2 separate regions of the Mus musculus genome follow, and region 2 is linked to region 1. A link is a contact called in public HiChIP or PLAC-seq data. All regions are on one chromosome and are shown on one strand. The core of a region is the stretch at or near the end of the contact, and the rest is flanking DNA. Distances in the headings are between cores, read along the strand shown. Region 1 overlaps Pla2g4a (phospholipase A2, group IVA (cytosolic, calcium-dependent)). Region 2 holds the start of Pdc (phosducin).

Evidence for each region. HiChIP or PLAC-seq counts read pairs in DNA pulled down with a chosen protein or histone mark.
Region 2: a FOXA1 HiChIP or PLAC-seq map of pancreatic cancer cells shows a contact between it and region 1. The contact joins two enhancer-like sites. A contact is called at or near these places in 6 of 39 promoter capture datasets (the C10 cell line, cranial neural crest, embryonic stem cells and 2 more) and 3 of 115 datasets of contacts at active chromatin or transcription factors (embryonic stem cells and pancreatic cancer cells).

The regions. Positions count from the first base shown.
Region 1 is chr1:149,908,439-149,915,536 of GRCm38.p6, forward strand. All of the region lies in intron 3 of Pla2g4a (phospholipase A2, group IVA (cytosolic, calcium-dependent)), which reads right to left. Among named protein-coding and RNA genes, the nearest start is that of Pla2g4a, 49 kb to the right of the region's middle. Within about 2 kb of position 4,738, at least 18 of the 459 cell types and tissues checked have an H3K27ac peak or open chromatin away from gene starts, as enhancers often do. A contact at or near this core is called in pancreatic cancer cells, where this site is marked.
Region 2 is chr1:150,317,700-150,324,899 of GRCm38.p6, forward strand. It overlaps Pdc (phosducin), which reads left to right and starts at 1,718. Exons shown (of 4, transcript NM_001159730.1): 1 at 1,718-1,801. 2310030A07Rik (RIKEN cDNA 2310030A07 gene) reads right to left here. Exons shown (of 4, transcript NR_040603.1): 3 at 4,944-5,131; 4 at 2,982-3,221. Within about 2 kb of position 5,747, at least 15 of the 459 cell types and tissues checked have an H3K27ac peak or open chromatin away from gene starts, as enhancers often do. A contact at or near this core is called in pancreatic cancer cells, where this site is marked.

The DNA of each region.
Region 1 (7,098 bases), core at 3,488-5,987:
CCCATATCCTTTCCATCTCTCTTTCTCAAAATGCAACACAACACAAAACAAAAACTAGACGTAAACCTTGTACTTTTCCCTGGCTTTTTTTTTTGACTTTGCGCCACCATCATTTACAGCTGTGAGAGTTAGAAAGCAGAGTGGCTTCCTTTCCCTCTGAGCTTTTTACATCCAATTTTCTCCTCAGTTTTTGTTTCTTACATCTTAAAAATGAACCTTCTTTTTTAAAAAATATTTTTTATTATTATGTATTTTCCTCAATTACATTTAGAATGCTATCCCAAAAGTCCCCCATACCCTCCCCCGCCACTTCCCTACCCACTCATTCCCATTTTTTGGCCCTGGCATTCCCCTGTACTGGGGCATATAAAGTTTGCGTGTCCAATGGGCCTCTCTTTCCAGTGATTGCCAACTAGGCCATCTTTTGATACATATGCAGCTAGAGTCAAGACCTTCTATCTAGCTCGTTAGTAATAATTCCATGCACACTGCTACCCTTGTTCACCAAGCACCAAGGTTACCGTGAACATAATATAATCCAAATCCTGCAGTGGATAACTCAGCAGGCACTCTTCACAACACCACACAGTTGTATTTCTGGAGCACAGTATTTAAATTTACTTCCTGCAATGCCAGGGCTAAATATGGTGAGGCGGGGGACAAAAATGAACCAGAAAGACCCTTCACCAACCCCCAAGTTCCCCTATGGTCAGCGACTCTTCCTCTACCCCACACTGCAATGCTATTGTTGGTCTTTAACAGTGAAACCAAAGAGCACCCTGAGTGAAACCAAAGAGCACACCTTGTTTCAAACATTCTGCCCATGCAGGCTGGGAGCAGAAATCTTTGTGCTAACACAGCAGAGCTGTACTTCAGATTTGCACCTCTCATTGTTTTCTCTCTAGATTGAAAGTTATCCAGCCACTGCTATTGTCCTAAGAATGTTCAAGAAAAGAACTCAAAGACAAGAGAGTTGGGACTAAAGGGAATAAGGTCTTCTGGTCATGTTCTTAATTTAGTTCTTACTTTCCTAGGCAAAGAATTGACTCTTCTGCTTTCCTGTAGGATGAAACTGGCAACTAAAATTCATTTTCCCAGCAAGCTTACTATATATGCATCTACAGACAAGTAACTTGATTCAAGTTACTCATTAGACACAACTACTCCCACCACAGAGAAAAAGACAGACCTGTGGACATGTACCAAGTCAAACAAGATCCTTCAGAAACAGACTTCAACTCAGCTGAACAGATAGCTCAGTGGTTGACAATACTAGTTGCACACGTATGAGGGTGGACTTTGACTCTTAGGACTGACATCAAAAGCCTGCTGCGTTCCCTTACATGCCCACATCTCTGTACTCCACTGAGAGTGGATGGAGTGGAGGATCTGTAGAGCTTACAGGCTACCAGGCTGACCTAAAATCACAAGCTCCATATTCAGTGAGAGACATTGCCTCAAAGAAATCAGACTATGATAGACAAAGAAAACACACTATGATAGAGAAGGATGCTCTGCAGCATCCTCTGGTCTATACAAGAGTATGTGTACAAGTACACACTATATCACACACTGACATTCATAGGCACACATATCACACACATGCACAGAAGTATATATGGACAGAAAACAAACAACAGGCTTTAACTCTGTCTCTCTAAGCCACACTCCTAGCTGCAGCAAATAAAGCAATTTTAAGTAATTCCTGTCTGTACTACACTGTAAATCCTAACAGGGATCCATTACTTCTTATCCAGTACTGAATGGTGGAATGGCAAAGCCAACAGCAAATTATGAAATACAAAACATCACAAGAATATAATGAATATCATAAAAGGTTATCTAATAATGAGGGGCACTGAGGAACAGGTGGGCCCCACTATATATATCCATTTCACTCCTCAGTAATATGCCATAACTCTCGTAATATAGCACCCATTGTTTTTGATTTGTATCTCAAAACAAATTAGTGCCAGCCACTTCTTCCAAGTGCATTTGTATTTCATCTGTATTTCAAAGAAATACTGAAAAACAAATTCTGAGTCTCCCTGAATAGTTCCTTACCAGAACAGGAATGCATCAGGGTAGGTGTTTATAGGTATCAGCTCATGCTCCCTCCAGAAAAGGCTAAGAGCTGTAATCCTTAGGGCTAAAAATACTGAAAGGTAACACCAGTGAATGGTGGAAAATACTGAAGTGGAAAAAAATACATGCTATCTGCAGATCTCCAACAAAATTCGACTTTTGTTGCTTTTGTATGACCATTTTATTTAAGTCTCTGTGGTACCATTTAGAAGGGAACAAAAATGCTTTTGTTGTAACTCTTAGGTCTTGGGAGACAGCTTAGTTGGTTAAGTCCTTGCTGCACACACTTAAGGACCTTAGTTTACCCAATATGCACAAAGCCCTGAGCTCAATCCCCACTTAAATCTCAGTACTCCCCAAACCAGACATGCCTGCAATCTCAACACTCGGGGAAGGCAGGAGGATCCGAAATTCAAGGTCATCCTAGCCTATGTAGTGAGTTCAAGGCCAATCTGGGCTACATGAGACCATGTCTCCAAAACAACAACAATATTCCACCACGTTTCACAGAGTCACAGAAAGACATGAAGTATAAGTCTTGAGAACTTCGCTCAGCCCCTCTGGTTATTTAACAAATAGTTATGCTGTGAAGGAACCCGAGAAGAAGATGTAACTGTCACTTCAGGTAACAGTCAATGGTGAATAGACATGAAATGGCTGAGCAGCTTCCCCCAGGTCACACAGTTGACAAACAGTGGCCACGTGAGCCTAGCAATACACAGAGTGCTGGCTCTGGCCTCTGCACAGCTTCCTCTTTGGTGGGAAAGCCACATTCAGTGTAGTTCCTTGCCACAAATAGGATGCTTCTCTTAATTTTTCGAGGGACTTGGCAAGCCCTGACTACACAGGGACACTCAGCATTTATCAGTAAGGACCTTAGTGAAAGAAAATTGCTACAAGAACCCTTGTTTATGTTTCCTTAATATTTCTTTTCCAAAGTCAAAATTCCCATGTTGCTATTACAGTTTATGTTTGAATTTTATCTGAAAATGTATCCAAGTGTGTCACTGAAGCCAGACATGACAGTGCATGCCTGTGATCCCAACACTTGAGAGGCAGAGACGGAATGATAAGATATACGATGTTTAAGTTCATCCCCAGAGCATAGAGTTCAAGATCAACCTTGGCCAAAAGAAAAAAAAATCAACAACAACAACAGCAAAACTTGAAGTATTTTGATATATCCAAGGAGCTGTAAAAACAAAAAATAACTTCTAAGGATGGAGATGTGATACTAGGTGATATTCCAACTATATCTTTGTAATATTTAATTAGCCATTCCAGTTCTACACAACTCTAAAAACATAACAGTTTTTTATTTTCAGGAAAAAACTTTAAAACATTAAAAATAATATGCTAGACATGTTTATACAAATGTTTAAAACTTTAGAGTCATGGGGCTATTTTATTCAACACAGATATTTTAAGAAAGTATTTTGGGAACTTAAGAAAGGTTAATCTCATTTTTTAAAAAATTTAATTCCTTTACATTTTAATCACAGCCTTTTAAAACTTTTTCAGCAAAAAATAGAATGCTTTTAGTCCATGCAAAGAAGACTGAGAACATAACTCAACTGTAAGAGAGATTTGGAAAATAAGCTTTTGTTCTCACTTGACTGAACATGGGCCTTTCAAAGTATAGATAAAAGTAAAAGCAGGAACACAAGGATGCTCCCGTATGAGACAGGAGTGATGAGGGCCAAAATGAGTAATGATGGCTGAGCCTTCAAAGCAGCACATGGGCTGGGTGCAGGGATCCCTACTGGGACAGAAAATGAACTTTCTCTTCGATGCCACCTATATACACCTATACTGCTGTAACCCTCTTCTTCGTACTCTATTGAATAAAGGGTGAAATTCTCTAAACTGGGTGAAATCCCACCTAGCCAAGGTTATTGAAATAGACAATGGTATTGTTAACTGAACCCCTAAGACTTAAATTAATACACACACACACACACACACACACACACACACACACACACACAAAACTCTTCAAATTTAAGTGCAGAGGAAAATGCCTAAATGGACTCCTAAAGTTACTTGAAAATTCACATAGAATGTGTCATTCTAAGCAGAAGAGGAAAACATTCCACTTTAGCACTTTAGCACCTGGTACTTCTCCATGCCTAACACGTTCTCTTCGTTGTCACATAGAGCGAAGACATGTGAGATAAACATGTTAGGAGACACTTGACTCATCTTGAAATTATCTCCTCTGAAATGACCGCTGGGGAATAATTTCATTAGATTTAGAGCCCTTTAAACTTTTGGGTGGACTCAAAAACATTCCAAACATATTAGTAAACTCTTAAAAAACTCATATTCAGTCATAACCTAAAGGCTGACCCCAGAGAAAGAAATTACCAAATACACACATCAGGGCAGCAGATAGGAAAGAGCAAGGTTAGTCAGTTCCAAAGAATAAGATTTGAAATTCTGTAATTAAAGTACATAATTACTAATAAAAATCTCTATACTGTGTGCTTCAGAAAACGTCTAATAAAATGTGGACAGAAATAACACAGACATTTATAATCTGGACAGGAGGAGTAACATAAAGCTATTTTTCCAATCCTCTCCTCACTGAGGCAGCAAAAAGAGGCTCATGAATTTGATTTATTTCCCCAGTACTCCTTAAGCTCTTAGTTGAGATGTTTGAGAGTATTTACATTTTTTATGTGGATACAGGAAATGGTTCCACAACAACAGGCAGTGTATCGAGCACACAGATAAGTAACTCAATGCTAACTGAAATGTTCACATTTCCAAGACAAGGTAAACAAAGTCAGAGGGAGGGCGTGTAGGTTGTCTAGAAACAGGGCGCTTGTGTAGGGGAATCACTAGGACTTTGTGGTCTTTTGAAGAGGCTTTAACTAGGTGGACTTAAAGGAGGAATTTAGGTTGATGCTTTAAAAACAAGACTGGAAAAGGTGAGTGGGGAGATGGCTCAGTAGGTTGAAAACAAAAGCATTTTGTGCAGTTGTGGTGATGTAATTATGGATCCTCAGAACACATAAAGTCAGGCAAGCCGCTAAGTGTCACAATGTCCTCACAGAAAGAAGGAGAATTCCTGGAAGCTTGTATGTCAGGTAGCCAGGATCTGAAGCTATGAACAAGAGCTGATCAAACAAGGTGGAAAGTATAACTGACTGACACTTGTGGAGCTCTATGACTACACATACGGGCTGTGGTATGCATGCAAAACATTAACACACATGAGCATACGTTTGTATTTTACACACACACACACACACACACACACACACTATTTTAAAACCAGTTGTAAAAAAGATGGCAATCTTTCCTGAAATTCACCTGAGTTTTAACTTTCTTGCTTTCCAAAGGGTTAGAAAAACACATGAAACTCAAGAAGAACAAAGACCAAAGTGTGAACACTTCACCCGTTCTTAGAATTGGGAACAAAACACCCATGGAAGGAGTTACAGAGACAAAGTTTGGAACTGAGATGAAAGGATGGATCATCTAGAGACTGCTGCACCCGGGAATCCATCCCATAATCAGCCTCCAAATGTGGACACCATTGCATACTCCAGCCAGATTTTGCTGAAAGGACCCTGGTATAGCAGTCTCTTGTGAGGCTATGCCGATGCCTGGAAAACATAGCAGTGGATGCTCACAGTCAGCTATTGGATGGATCACAGGGCCCCCAATGGAGGAGCTAGAGAAAGTATCCAAGGAGCTAAAAAGATCTGCAACGCTATAGGTGGAACAACAATATGAACTAACCAGTACTCCCAGAGCTCGTGTCTCTAGCTGCATATGTATCAGAAGATGGCCTACTTGGCCATCATTGGGAAGAGAGGCCCCTTGGTCTTGCAAACTTTATATGCCCCAGTACAGGGAGCACCAGGGCCAAGAAGTGGGAGTGGGTGGGTAGGGGAGCGGGGGGTGGGGGGTGGAGGGTATGGAGGGCATTCGGAATAGCATTTGAAATGTAAATGAAGAAAATACCTAATAAAAAATTGGAAAAAAAAAGAAAGCTATGCTCTCACCCACTGTGTGGTAGCCATGGGTCTGTGCTCAACATCATTATCCTATGGAGGTTCACAAGTGCTCTTTATTGTTATACAAACTAAGAAGAAGTCTTCCCTTAGGGATTTCATTTCCTGACAAAAGCAGAAGGCCAGGATCCATAAAACCATGGACCTGAAGATGGAAGCCAGTGATGTCATCATCAATGCTTGCTGCAGGCTTTCCTTCTGCACTATAGGAAATTCTAAACACCTAGAATTCTTGTAGTTTCTTAGGGAAAGGGGGAGACCACCCACACTCATTACCTTTAATGAGTTGGGGCTTGGTCTTAAGTTTGCTTTTTCTTGCTATGGTCAAAGACCAAGACCAAAAGCAACTTGGGGGAGAAAGGTCTCATTTCATTTCCTACTTATTTCAGTCCATCACAAAGGGAAGGCAGGGCAGGAATCTAAAGGTGGGAACTAAAGCAGAGGCCATAGAGGAATGTTGCTTCCTGACTTGCTCACAATGGCTTGCTTTATAACATGACCTGGAATCACCTGTGCAGTGGTTCCCATATGACCTCAACTTGTGTTAAACTGACCAAAACAGACCCAAAGTCAAACCCAAAGTGAATTAGAAATGTGCTAATTGAGTGTTGCTTTCCCTGAGTGTGAGCATAAAAAGTCACACGAGCACTCATTGGTGTGTTAAGAATGATTGATAGCTAGAATGCAAAATATACAACACAGTAGATTCAAGACTCACTGAGCATTTGCAAATATTGTATGCTTAATAATCACTTTGTAAATGAACATGTAGTTAAAACTAATTTTAGAGGCATTTCGATCATTATTTCTGGAACGTCATAGGTGTTTGGTCTGCATTGTTTAAGTGCCAATTCAGAATTGTTGCTGATTCCTGCTAAGTGAGCATCTATCTCCCTTGAAGATGGAAGTGGAGCTTTAGAGTATCTCTTTTCTCAGAAGCTAGTAAAATCAAGGCATACCATGAATGTCCATAAAAGCTCTTCCATGG
Region 2 (7,200 bases), core at 4,497-6,996, 410 kb after region 1:
CAACAGGGGCTCACTGAAAAGGAACCACTCAAGATCAAAGCAGCTAAAACTTCCAGTCTAGGATCTGGGGAGATGCTGCAGTGGTTAAGAGCACTGACTGCTCTTCCAGAGGTCCTGAGTTCAAGTGCTAGGAACCACATGTGGGCTTACATCTGTTCTGTAATTCTAGTTCCAGGAGATCTAAAACCCTCTTTTTCTGCTACCTGTGTAGGCATGGTATATGCCATGTTCATGTACATAGGTAGGTAGGTAGATAGATAGATGATAGATAGATAGATAGATAGATAGATAGATAGATAGATAGATAGATAGAGATAGAGATAGAGATATATATTGTGTGTGTGTAATATTCACAATGAGCGTGTGTGTACACACGCATACACACACACACATACACACACCAGGAAAACCATCCATCCATTTTAAACTTAGAAAATAAATAAAAATTTAAACATGCCAGTATAGAACAGGAAGGGTTTGGAAGTAGGAAAGGAGTGAGAGAATGAGATCATTATAACCTCAACAATTAAAGAGAGCTTACAATCAGATGAAACACAACTCTATCCAAGGAGTCACTCTTACATGCACACAACTGTGCAGTAATTGTGGACTTATATAGTGATTATCTTTTTACTGCCATTTTCCCCATCAGACCTCTAGAGATCATGACATTGGCCCATGTCAGCTCTTTATGTTTCCTCTGCCTAACAATTGCTTGCATAACACTTAGATACTCTGAATGTGCTTATTGGACAAATAATGGATCCATATTTGCTATATGATTTTTAAAAAGAAAAAAATGGCTGCTGTCTCCTACACATTCAAGTGGGCCCTCTAAAGCAGTGGTCTTCAACCTTGCTGACGCTGTGATCCTTTAATACAGCTCCTCGTGTTGCAGTGACCCCCACCATACAGTTATTTCATTGCTATTTCATAATTGTCACTGTGCTACTGGTATGAACTGTAATGTGAATATCTGATATGCAGAATATCTGTTGAGACCTGCAAACTGTAAACTGACAGCTCTGAAATCAAACATCTAATTTTTGAAGGCAGTGTGATTTTCTGATAAGTATCCTCTTGTAAAAGGCAAGTAGTTAACAAATTGCCACTTACTAAATATTCAGGGTTTTTTTTTTAAATGGTACATGAAAGAATACTGGAATGGTCAAAACCGTGGAAGAAAGAAAGAAGTCAGAAAAACTGATAAAATGAAAAGCAGACACAATCGGAGAGCTGTATGAGTGTTACTGAGGGCTGATCAAGCTTTTGTGGAATTTTGTTGCAAGAAGTAAAGGATTTCTGTGTAGAGGACATTTCAGAGAACAGAAAGAAGTTAGCTGGTTGGAGAATTCAAAGGGAAAAACACACACATACTGTGCCAGATGTCTTTGAGAATATGTATTACATACTAAGGGGACTTTAATAATCAGGAAAAATTATTTTTTTGTTTTTTAGAAAATGACACGAAACTTTTGAAAATAGATGTCAGAAGTTCAGAAAAGTGTTTTCTCAAATGACAGAGAAAGAGGTGGATAAAGAATGTAATAAACACAGTGCTCCAAGCTCCTTGTGTGTTAGTCTGTTTTGTCCTGCTATTAACAAATATGCCTTGTTAATTCTCTTATGGAAATCCTATTACATGTTCAGAGCTATTTCTGCAAGGGTCATCAATATCCAGGGATCTTAAATCTGAGCTTAACACTGGTCCAAGTTCAAAGGAGTTCAGTGGACAGCGATTCTCACTCCCTGGACATATTCTAGAACACCAGGAACAGAGACCCAAACTGTGAGTCTACAAGTAAGGTTTTTGATAATATATTTTTTAAAGAAATTTGTCTTGTAGGAAATGATTATAATTTCAGTGTTTATATGTTATTGTGTTCTTTTAAAATCTTTCCAACTGACATCAAACGTGCTATAAAGGCAATTACATACTGTTTATGTTTCCCTCCTAAAGCTATTTATGTTGTCATCTCTGTCAAACAAAATTCAGATTAAACACACAAGTGTGAGTCTGGTATTCTGCATGTTTAATATAAGTCCTCATATGGGGAATTAATTCTGAAAGTTTAAATTCTCCAGTTCTCCTGTGAGTGCAAGAAGAACTGAAGGAAAGAGAAGACAACGCTTTTCACTCTGTGTTTGAGAATTTGGCTCTCAGCACATAGAAAGCAGCAAGTCCTCTGTTCTAAAGCATTTTCACTTAATACTAAGGCTTTGTGGACTGCGGGATAAAACAGTCAAAAATGTGCTTCAAGGCTTTTGGATAACAGAACTCATTTCAGGCTGTTGTTTCTTTTTTTTTTTTAAACTTTAAAGTGGAGATAAAAATATCTCCTTCAAATGTCTAAAACTTTGAAGAAATCAAAATGATGCTTCTTAAATATTGAGACCTTGATGAGATTTGCTAAGTTATGTGAAATTTTTCTTTTGATTGATTTCATTTTCCTTCTACTTTGCCCCAATGAACATTATCATTACCAATAAATTTTACTATTTGGGTAATGAACATGTGTATAGTATGTTTTTCCCATTGCTTTGAAACAAAGTTATTTTTAACTTCAAACAGCTTTTCACTACAGTGTTCATTTTTAACTAGTTTCATTTATGCATATATATCCATTATATATGATACATGAAATCACATTATTGTAATTTGCTCCATAGATCATCTAATTCATCAAATTGAGAATTGTCAATTTTTGACAAAATATTTTGTTTAGTGACTAGATTTTATGTTATATTATTATTATCAAAATATCTGGAGAATAATTTATAATATTCATGACAGAATTAAACAATATGTGCTGGAAGTAAATGAGTTTACAAAAATTATATATAACTAAGAAAGATAGCTCCCATAAATTTCTTGGATGGCTGTGATACTTCTATCCTCTCCAGAACAAGATAATGTCTAAAGATTGTAAAAGCAATGCTGGTGTTGATATCTTTTCATTAAGCACAGGAATTTCATTTTACTTCTGAAAGCTCATGTTTATTAAAGTTTTGTGCTGATAATACAGGCTGATGAATATAAAACTGCTGCTTTCCATGTGTTCCTGGTGTCCAAGTTCTTCAAAAGTCATCCTACTCCTTCCTCCTGCCCAGGCTCGTGTGTTCTATTTATAGAGTAGGGAAGAGGCTAAGAACATCTGCTCCACAGCTTCTGATGTTGATGTTTCCATCACAAGTCTTGCATCCGTTGTCACAAACAGTGTCTAGATTCAGGGGGAGGACAGAAGTACATTAGCTAAGGCCGTACTTTATATGTAAAGAAGAGCACAACAGCAACTGTTGACTTCCTGCCGCTTGCTCAGCTCAATGTTCTTACTCACTGCCACTGTTTTAAAGACTGCCTTATATTCCACTCATGCTTACAGTAATTTGTCTTTAAAGAAAACTCTCATTATGATAACAATGAAATGTAAAAGCTCTGCACCACCAAATTAACAAGCAGGATAACTAATGACGGCAACAGAAATACTGGGCGTCTTTACTCTCTAAGCAAAGCCCTATTTCCTTTGTGAACTGAAATGCAGGGAGGAGTTTAAATGGCAGTTGTATGTGGCAGAAGCACAGAAATGAAGACCAATCACTTGACAATTATCAAAATCATTAGAGAATAATTATGCCACACCCCACCCAAACCAGCATTCCTATTTCCTCTTTGCCATTTCATGTACATTTTATTATGCTCCATTCCTCAGTTCAAGATTAATGTTTTATTTTATATGTTCTCAAATGCCTTGCAGCGAATATTGCTTATGAAATATAAATCAAAGTACTTTTATAAAGTACCCAGTCAGTAATGAAATAGGAACATATAAAATAGTTGAGGGGTAAAATATATGATACATGATCTTTGACGGGAAAGATAATTATGTATAAGCAGAACATATAGGCATTGGCTCTTAAATAAAATTTAGATTTGGTTTACTATATAAATTATTAAATTTACTTAGGCTTCAATTTTTTATTATTCAGTAATTAACAAATTATTTTTTACCCCAAACATATTAAGTGACCAATACTAAATACTATATACACTTTACATAATTCCTTGCATTTATTCTCCATACACTTTTTGAAGTAGTTACAATTGTTACTCTCAGTTTTAGGAATGAAACCTAAAGCAAATAGAGTTTTAATGATTTGCCCAAGGTGGTCTAGCTAAAGTTTGGCAGAGCTAGACTTAAATCTAAGTAATCAAGAGTGTAGCACTATGTATGCTCCAATTCAAAGTATTTAAATGCATGGTCCACAGGAAGTCAAGTTCTTCTTTTGAGGAGCAGATACATACCAATAAATTAGAGGGTGATTTTAGAGGCTCACAGAGATGAGGCACAATGTGATCCTGTATAATGAAACTGACCTAAGGGTACATTTTGTGCTACCCCATCTCCTCTTTCAAGTCTAAAATCCTAACCGTGGGCTGGACTGGTAAACAGAAGAGAATATGGCTTTGGGCAAATAATCCCCTCCATCTTTCTGATTTGAAAGAAGAGTTACACAGATCCAGTAGTCCTTATACAATCTTGATGGAGTGTTGTCAAGCCTATTTCAAGTGAAATCAACCAGTAGCTTGTTTTGTTAAGAAATACAAAATGCTTTCTATAGGAGCCCAGTATGACACTGGAGGAGATATTTGTGGCAGGAGTTATCTATCTCAATGAACGAATTACTACTGGTGAGAACATTAGCCTGGCTTAGTTGATCAGATTAGCTCACAGTCACCTTGGAACAGAGAAGCAGACACGTAGGAGATATATGACTAACAATGGGAAAAGGGGAGAAGAGGAACTGTGACAAAGGTGACTGGATGCAGTGTGACTCTCATGGAACACAGAACATGGCATGAAATCCAGCTTTCTTGTGATAGTAAAGAGAAAACAGGAAGTTATGGGTTTTATCCATCTCACGCTTTTGCTAGTTTCAGCCACCTTACTGAATAACTGTTCCTCGAAGACTGGAGAGATGAACCCATGGGTAAAATGCTTGCTGCACAAACATAGAGGTGTGAGTTTGGATCCCTGGCACACACTTAACCAGTGGTGGTGGGCATCTATAATGCCAGCAGCGAGGGAGAGCAGGCAGAGCAGGCCAATCAATCATAGGGCTTCTTAAGCAACTGGAACAAAAGAAAAGCATTCTGATGTCAGCTTGTGCCTCCACATATGTACCCTACACAAGTGAGTGCACTCCCTTTGATTCACACACACACACACACACACACACACACACACACACATGCCTCAGACTGGACTCAGTCGGCCCCTCAACCCGCAAGAGAATCAGGGTTCCGGTATTCAGGTGAGCAAGGAGTCTGCGAAAAGTGACAGACAAACAGGAGAGAACACAAGAGAGTGTTGATCTGAATGTAATTTTTCAAAGCTGAGCATCAGACTTATATTATAGAAGGAGACAAGGAAGTTAAGTGATACATTAAGGTCATCCAAGGTACATGGAGGGTACCTGATGCAAAATGACTTTTACAACAATACAGAGGAATGCATACATAAAAGCTAACAGGAACCAACTGGGATAAAAATCAATGTTAACAACTGGGGTCAAAAACAGCCCCACCTAAGGTCAGTTTATTCTTAGAAGCCAGGGCAAGGGCTTCATGCCCTTGCCATAGTTCCAATTCTAGTCTATGGTATAATCCACCTTCCACTTAGGCCATTGTAAATTCCTGTGTATGGGAGTGAGTCAGCGGTTGTTCTAAGTGTTTACTCTAGTTCCTTCTTAGGCCAAAACCTTCCTTCTTCCTAGGCCATTGTAAATTCCTGTGTATGGGAGTGACTCAGCTGTTCTAAGTATACTTTGTAGACTAGCCCTGAGATTTCTAGCTCTATTCCAGTAAATTGTAATGCCTGATTTCTTTCACTGTCTCTCTGTCAACACTGGAGGCTTTTCATCTGAATGAGTAACATTCTTACAAAAATCAAAGCCCAAGTTTGGCTCAACGATTTCCTAGTATATTGGAACACTGGTGGAGGCTGATCTAACTTAGCTATATGTCAAAAATCATTCCTTAGAGGCACTTATAATAAAACAATATTGAAGGAAAGCAGACAGATCCATTCACCGACTAACACAATGACAAGTTTGGTGCATTCCTGATATGGGATGCCAAGGCTTTAGAAGACTAAGTTTCCGTGAAACTTTTTGCTTCGGGACTTCATCCAAGCTTTTGGGCCTGCCACGCAGTATTTACTGTAGTGGGTGTGGCACACACAGACACACACACCACAAACTTGTACATAAACAAAGAAAGAGATGGACAGACAGAAGTAGTTCTTTAATTCTATCACAGTTAGTAAATACATTTAAATTTTTTTATTAATTAAGTAAGTATAATAGGAGCTTTAGTTCAGTCAGTAGAGCACTTGCCTACTATACAGAAAGCCCTGGTCTCAATTTATACACCTGCTTCTACACAGCACACAGGGGAAGAGAAAGACAGGGAAATCAAAAGTTCAAGCTAATCCTCAGATACAGATCAAGTTCCAGGCTAACCTGGGATGCATAAGATCCTGTCTCAAAACCAACCAACAAGGAAGCAAGCAGGCAAGCAAACAAACAGTATTCTAACAGACCAACATTAACAAGAAGCAGGGTCACAGATTTTTACATCTCGCTAAGATGCAAAACTCAATAACTCTTTCAGACAGTAAATGTTGATGAAGTTAGCATTTGTATTCTGTCTTCTTGCTCCACTTTAACATCAATTTCCAGTCACATAAAAACATTCTCATTGGCATCAAAGGCTTATAATAATATCATTGTTAATTAAAAATCCATTACTCATACAATTTCAAGCCAAATGTTGATTTTATTTTATTTTATTTCTTTCTTTCTTTCTTCCTTCCTTCCTTCCTTTCTTCCTTCCTTCCTTCCTTCCTTCCTTCCTTTCTTTTTTTGTTTTAAGGGTGGGCAGTTCGAGACAGGATTTCTCTGTATAGTTCTGACTGTCCTGGAACTCACTCTGTAGACCAGGCTGGCCTCAAACTCAGAAATCCACCTGCTTCTGCCTCCCAAGTGCTGAGATTAAAGGCGTGCACGACCACAGCCCAGCTATTGTTTTCAAAACAGGGTTTCTCTGTGTAGCCCTGGCTGTCCAGGAATTCACTCTATAGACCAGGCTGGCTTAGAACTCAGAGATCTGCTTGCCTCTGCACCCTGAGTGCTAGGACT